2 separate regions of the Mus musculus genome follow, and region 1 is linked to region 2. A link is a contact called in public promoter capture Hi-C data. All regions are on one chromosome and are shown on one strand. The core of a region is the stretch at or near the end of the contact, and the rest is flanking DNA. Distances in the headings are between cores, read along the strand shown.

Region 1 (3,442 bases), core at 354-2,853, 61 kb after region 2:
GTGCATGAGTAACAGAGGGAAAGTTACTGTGTAAAATAATTTTACTTTTCCAGACAAATGAATTATATAAACGTAGAGACCCACAATGTCCTGGCTTATAAGCAGTAAATTTTCTAAGACAAGGCCCATCATCTGTGTCCGTGATATATTCTGGACACCCTCCTTAGCTGAATGTATGCAGCTTATGTAAGGAAAGAATCATAGCAATGTGGGAAAAATTCAAAATATTATGAAGAATGTCTTTCATGAAAGTGTACTATTCTTTTAAATTTTTCTTGCCTGACTTTCGTGATCCCTACCCATCATGTCCTAAGCCCCACCCCTTTGACTTGCCCAAGTGTAAGCTTCCTCCTTCATGTCATAATGTTTGACAGTTTGGTTGTAAGTTCTAGTCTATCTGGGCACTTAATTCCAAAGACACTCACCATTTTATTCATTATTTATCCATTTCCGGGCTTTCCAATCTTGAGGTTGCGTGTGGAGTCCCAATGTATGAATTTTCTATTTTGAGTTTAAGAATTTTAACTATTTTTTCAAATAGTTTGACCCCAGTGAATGTTTCTATACTAATGCATCAAGACAGAGGATTTAAGCTCTGCTTTGATACTTATTTGTGGGTTCGTATTTTCCCTTCCAGCATTGACACTATGTCAGTGAAATTAACATACCTTTATGTCATCACCTTCACTATGGAAATCCTAAGGAGTAAGTCTTCACAGCTTACATTTCCTGGCCTTCAAGGCTGTCTGGCAATGATGCTGTGGGGCTGCCTTCTCTTTATGTGCCTTGGCTTAAGTGAGATGCCCTGCTAGCCAATGTGACCCTTTGACTGCCCACTCTTACCTGTGGCTAAAGCATGAATTGAGTAATTGTATTTAGGTCAAAACACAAATGCCCAAATCTTGCATTATCTTAGGTGATACTTAAATCACTAAATAATTGAGATTAATGTTTATATTAAATTGTTTCCCATTGTTCTATTCTCATTTTTACAGGCTTAAGAGATCTGGAGATACACAGTAAATTCCTTTGTTCCCTTGTGTTCTGATTAGGGTTACCAATAGCTTTAAAATCTAGAATGAAGAAGAGTGTTGTAATAGAAATATAATATATTACTTCATTAGTAGTTTCTCTTCCCAAGTAACTCAGATGTTTTCTGTATATTTGTAGAGGAATGTTTGTTTTGATATTTTCTTTACTGGATGTGGTTTCCATCATCCTTTTTCAAGCAGAAACCTTTTCCATATTTGGGTTTTCTTGAAATCCAAATGGATTCTGAAGTGAATGAGGCACCATTTCCAACTTAGCAAAGTGTTTGATCTTTTGCATTATTAGCAAGGTACTGCCCTTTGAAGAAGGAGTACACCTAAGGCTGTTTACCATGCCTGGGTCATGTTATTCAGCTACATAAGCAACTCCTTTGATGGCTAGCTTGCTTGCTACAGCAGTATCATGATTTCCACAGGAGAAGGTGCCACTTGTTATGTTGCAATTTGTATGACATGTCCATTGGAACATCTCTGGACATCAGCTTGGGAGGAGGGGCTAAGGAAAGGAGGAGCTGTAGATAGGTTATTTAATGGCAGAATGAATGGGGAGTCAAAGATCGCTGTGCAGTCAGCCTACAGCCTCAACTGTACTGTCGCCACACAGCTTTCTTTCACACTGGTTACAAACAAATTGGACATCAAAATCTCATGAGATATTTGTGATTTAATTTTAGTCACAAAACATCTTCAAAATGACGAGGATTTTGACAGCTTGCAAAGTGGTGAAGACCCTGAAGAGTGGCTTTGGTTTTGCCAATGTGACTACGAAGCGACAGTGGGACTTCTCCAGACCTGGCATCAGGCTCCTTTCTGTGAAGGTAACACCCCTGTTTCTTGTGTCTGATGATAATGCACTGGACACAGTTTTGCAGCGAAGCCAATGTGGTGCTGACAGGGCAAATACAGCTTCGAACAAAGTTGTTTATTAAAAAAGTGCTTTACCATAGAATCCATTGATATGGCAAATGATTATTTTTAATCTTCTCTGAGTAAGGTGGAGGTGATATTTATCCAATATGAAGAATGACTCCAGTTTCTACGGACATATAAACTATAAGTGTACTACTAGGAAAAGGGTACACTTAAAAAAGTTATCATAGTTTAGTTTATGCCTTGATTTTATTGCTAATGGTCTGAGTTGAAAGAAGCAGGTTCTATGTACACAAGGAATACTCCCCCCCCGCCCCCAAGTATGCTAAGCCTTTGTTTTATAATGGCTTAACTGAAAAGGTTTCTTCCTAGACATATAAGGTTTTAAAAGTTTAGAAGAAAAATATCTACGAATTTTTAATATTGGATATCCCTGTACACAGAGGAAGACAGCATTTCCATGCTCTCTTAACCTTCTTATCAGAGGAAAAATTTATGATTCTCCTTTTTGCAGAATCAGATTTTGAGGCAAACAGCAGCTGAAAAATCTGTCTGTCCAGGTTTATCTGTAGCAGAGAGGCCAAGGTCACAGTGGAAAAGTAAATTCTTTCCCTCCTACCCCCACCCCTGGTTATGAAATCCCTATAGGAACCTCTACCTTTTCCTATCTCTTTATGATATTTCTCACTGGAGAAGGCTAATTGCATCATGGGGACTTGGTCAATGAAACACTTCTTTACTGAATACAAAGCTTCAGAAATCATAGTAGCTTCAATACACTGTTTCTTTAGAGCAAAGAGCTATAAAAAAGTAGAAAAAAAACACCATTCTTTTTCAGTGTTGAGTAAAAACAGGTTGAGTAGCACTGGGAATTCTGCTTGTAGTTTGGGTGCATAGTAGGCTGACTAAAAATTGTCCTGGTGCTCCTTAGATTCCTTTTTTTTTTTTTTTGACATTTGACTCTTTTTTTTTTTCCATTTTTTATTAGGTATTTAGCTCATTTACATTTCCAATGCTATACCAAAAGAGATTCTTTTGCTTATAATGCCTTGGTCAGGATTTCAGGGGCTTTGGATTCTGGCATGTGTGGGAACAGGCAATTTCTATAGGTTCTTATAGATTCCAGGGACAGGAGAGAGACATAAGAAGACTGGTGGGAGAGAAAAAGAGGGTGGAAGGAAAGGATGGTGGCATGGAGGGTAGGGAGAGGAAGAGGAGGATGGGGAAGGGGAGGAGGAGTGGGAGGGAAAGGGAGAGAGACACTTATGCTTACATCAATGACATGATACCAACTTGAGCCTGCTACCCTGAGAATTTATTACAAAGCCTAAGAAAGCCATGTTGGATTCATTTTGATAATAAGATGGAAGCCAGAAAGGAGAATGGATATTCTAAAGCATCAATAAGGACATAGTACCTTGATATACAGAGAATGGTGGTTTAGCTTTAGTTAAGTGTTTCAATGCCTTGAAGACATCACATGCCATCTTGAAGAGAAGAAACTGTAAGGACAACAGTACCAT
Region 2 (3,440 bases), core at 735-3,234:
GGGTGGGGTGGGGGGTGTAGTGGGGGAAGGGGAGCTCTTTGAGTCAGGCTTTGGAACGAATAGAATAAGATGCACAACTATGTAAGGTCTTAGGGCAACCAGAACCAGTGTCCTCTATCACCGTAGATGGCTGATATAAGATAGCTGATAAGTTGAGGGTGAGAGATTTCTATGCTCAGCAATTGTGTTATCTGGCAAGTTTTAAAATAATAAAGTGGTCTAGTGTTTTTCTTCCGAGGGCCTAAGGTGGGCGATAGCTGGCTGCTCGGTGAAGCTAGCCTGGAGGGGCTAGGGCAGCTCCCCGGGAAAGGCGCCAGCTCACCATTGGCAGAGCTAAGCCAAGAGTGCTGGCTGCGGCCTAGACAAGGAGGTAGCATGGCCTTTAAAATTACATGCAGCACTATTTGATTATTTTTATTTTTCGCTCTGAATCAAGACCCTATACAAAGTTTTATTGTTTTATCTCTACTTTTGTTTTACATCTTTTAAAAAGTAAGGCAAGTGGTAAAGAAAATTCAGCTCTTAATGCTGGGAACATCTGAGAGCATAGAGTAAAAGTTTAATAACTGCCTCAATAAATGAGATATAGTAAAAATAGCAAAAATTCTATTTATCTTTGGAAGATCAAATGTTTCATTATAAAAAAGCATCTTTCCAAGCCTACAGCTTGCATTTGTTGCTTTTGTTTGAGCAACTTTACAGTTGAGTTTTAAGGAAAGGAGTGTTACATCCTTGGGGGAAGTACATCTTGGGTCCCTTTGCTTCTACCATGCTTACTCTACTTTTAAAAGGAAGACTTGAGTTAGCTTTGTTTTCTCAAAGCTCAGACTGCTCTAAAGCAGGGGATTCTCAACCTTCCTAACGCTGTGACCCTTCAACATACACAGTTTCTCAGGATGTGGTGACCCCTGACCATAACATTATTTCTGTTGCTACCTCATAACTGTAATTTTGTTACTATTATGAATCACAGTGTACATATATGATGTTGCATGTGCCATGGACCACCCGCTGTCCGACCCTTGGGGTTGACCCTTGCCCGTGGGGGTTGGAGGTGACATAGTGCAGAATCAGTGGCACTGACTATAGGAGCAGCTGAGAAACACCACAGCAAGCTCATCTGAATGGTGTGCAAGTTCCTTTAATACCATCCACCCACACCCCATTGGTCCCAAGAAAGCATCTATTCTAAACAGCAGTTCCCACTTGACTGGGACTGTCAGTGTCAGCGATTCTTGGTCTCTCAGGCAGTCCTCAATTAGGTCCTCCTGCAGGAGATGCCTTTGCAGCTGTGTGGTCCCTGACATTTATTCATAGGTGGCCATGCTGTTCCTCCTACAATCTGATATGTAATATATGAGATATCTGACCCCTCTAAGATGTTGGTTGGGCCCCAAAGGGGTTGCAACCCACAGGTTGAGGACCTAAATGCTCTGAAGAACCCCTCCCCCAATTAAAACAAAACAAAATTAATTAACAGAAACTAACCAATTCCTTGAGCCTGAGTCCTAGAAATTCTGATGGGATGTGTGTTTTACAAAAATCCAGCATTGATCTATTTTAAAACTCTCTCAACATGATTCCTTTGTACAGAGAGGAGACCACTGGTTCCATAATCAGGTAAGGTTTTTCCAGAAGACATTCTGTGATGAGGTGGAACACTGAAGTCTTTTTAAAACGCATTTTAATTAAAATAGAATCATGTCACTTTCCCCTTTCTTTGTTCTCCCTTTAACTCCTAGGCTCTCTGGCTCCAGCCTCTTTCATGTTTCTTGGTCCATTCTCTAGTTGATAAGCACTTTTTCTTTATTATTGGAACACACATAGGTATGCTGGGATATACATATCCAAGCAGCCCTTAGGTGCCTTTATTTCTTTATCTAGTGGTGAGAACCGGTGAAAATTCCCTCCTACACTCTGCAGTAAACTGCAGTAAGGTGAAGTGGATCCTTTAACCAGTTGGATGCTATATCACACGCTGCCACTAGATGGCACAGGCAATTCTTAGGAGGCGGGAGAGCACGGTTGTGTGGGGTTTCCCTTTACACTGTGCAGTAAGCTTGAAGCTCTGTTTGGGAAGCTTTGTGGAGACATGTCACTTTAACTCATAAGGTGCAGCTGTTTTGCTTGACAAGTTGATAGAGAGAGACTCATTAAATAAGCGTTCTTGCGTCTGAAGGGAGAGAGGTGAACCCTCTGCATAAATATCAGTTCTCATCTTTCTTCTCTCCTCTGGCAGGTGTGTTCTCTCTTACTCCTTATTGGTACATCCCCTGCCTTTGCCTATTTCAGTTTCTGCTGTAACTATTATTTATAATGGGCAGTATAATGCATTGGTGAGTTCATTTTTATTCTGTTACCTCCGTGGTTGCTATAATTTTCAGGAATTTGTATGTTTGACTCCAACTCAACATTCTTTGAAGGGGGAGGATATTCAGGGTAAAATGGAGCATTATTGTTCAGGACTGCTGCTCGACGATGCTATGTTTGTTCTTAGTATCTGAAGCAGCACAAGGCAAGTCCAAGAAGGAAGGAAGAATTGTATGCCACATCAGGAAAAAAACAACTCAAATCCTCTCTGTATAGCACAGTGCAGATGAGGGCCAAAGCTCTTAGCACACACACAGTAACAAGCTGCCTCTCTCTCCTTTTTCTTGGGAGGTCTCAAGGCACACATATTGCTTTATTCTACAAAGTTGACTTTCCTCTCTGAACTCTTAGAACTGTCAAAACAGGAAGATGTGTTTTTTCCTCTTTTTTTTTCTTTCTTTCAAAGATTCCATACCCTCCTTGCATGTGGTCCAGGCAGATGCCACTTTCTTGCTGTCAGGCTGCTCCATGGTGCTTTCCTCTTCCCTAGTGACATTTACTGGTGGGTCACTGCCTGGAACACTGGATCAAAACAGGTGTGTGTCCACGTGTGAACATCCCTTGTTTGCTCCTTGGCATTCTCCATCTGGCTGCAGCCATTTCTAATCGTCATTAGTCCAAAAGAAAACAGACAGCTCACCAAATCCTCAAGTCCTCAGCCATGTGAAAAGCAAGCAAAATATAGGAAAGAAGCTTTTTCAGTACCCGTGGCTAAGGTTTACTGAATTCTTAGTGTATGCCAAGACCTTACTGCAGGCTATGCATTAAACTCTTGATGTGTCATGACACTCCATCCTCACCTCCATGACACGAGTTTAATCCTACAATTATTTTCAATCTACAGATGAGAAAACTGTCGACAAACAGGGTTAACTAAATTGCTCAAGGTCTAACAGCTCATAAGGTCTCAGTCCAGGTAATTTAATGAAGTCATCCTGATTCCAAGAGTTATGCATTGAAGTCATACAGAACTAAATATAAGAGTCCCTTCTTGAATACTCATTGGGAATGGGTGTGGCTATTTTTCATGCAGTTGTATTTCTTCTGGTGTAAGACTGAGCAATGCTCCA

What was found. Promoter capture Hi-C pulls out the DNA fragments that hold promoters and counts their contacts.
Region 1: a promoter capture Hi-C map of liver shows a contact between it and region 2. The contact joins the promoter of Cps1 here to the enhancer-like site in region 2. A contact is called at or near these places in 2 of 39 promoter capture datasets (both in liver), 9 of 484 Hi-C or Micro-C datasets (Sertoli cells, liver and nephron progenitors) and 5 of 115 datasets of contacts at active chromatin or transcription factors (hepatocytes, intestinal crypt epithelium and liver).

The regions. Positions count from the first base shown.
Region 1 is chr1:67,121,424-67,124,865 of GRCm38.p6, forward strand. It overlaps Cps1 (carbamoyl-phosphate synthetase 1), which reads left to right and starts at 1,604. Exons shown (of 38, transcript NM_001080809.2): 1 at 1,604-1,867. The coding sequence starts at 1,742.
Region 2 is chr1:67,059,652-67,063,091 of GRCm38.p6, forward strand. No RefSeq gene overlaps it. Among named protein-coding and RNA genes, the nearest start is that of Lancl1, 22 kb to the left of the region's middle. Within about 2 kb of position 1,985, at least 12 of the 459 cell types and tissues checked have an H3K27ac peak or open chromatin away from gene starts, as enhancers often do. A contact at or near this core is called in hepatocytes and liver, where this site is marked.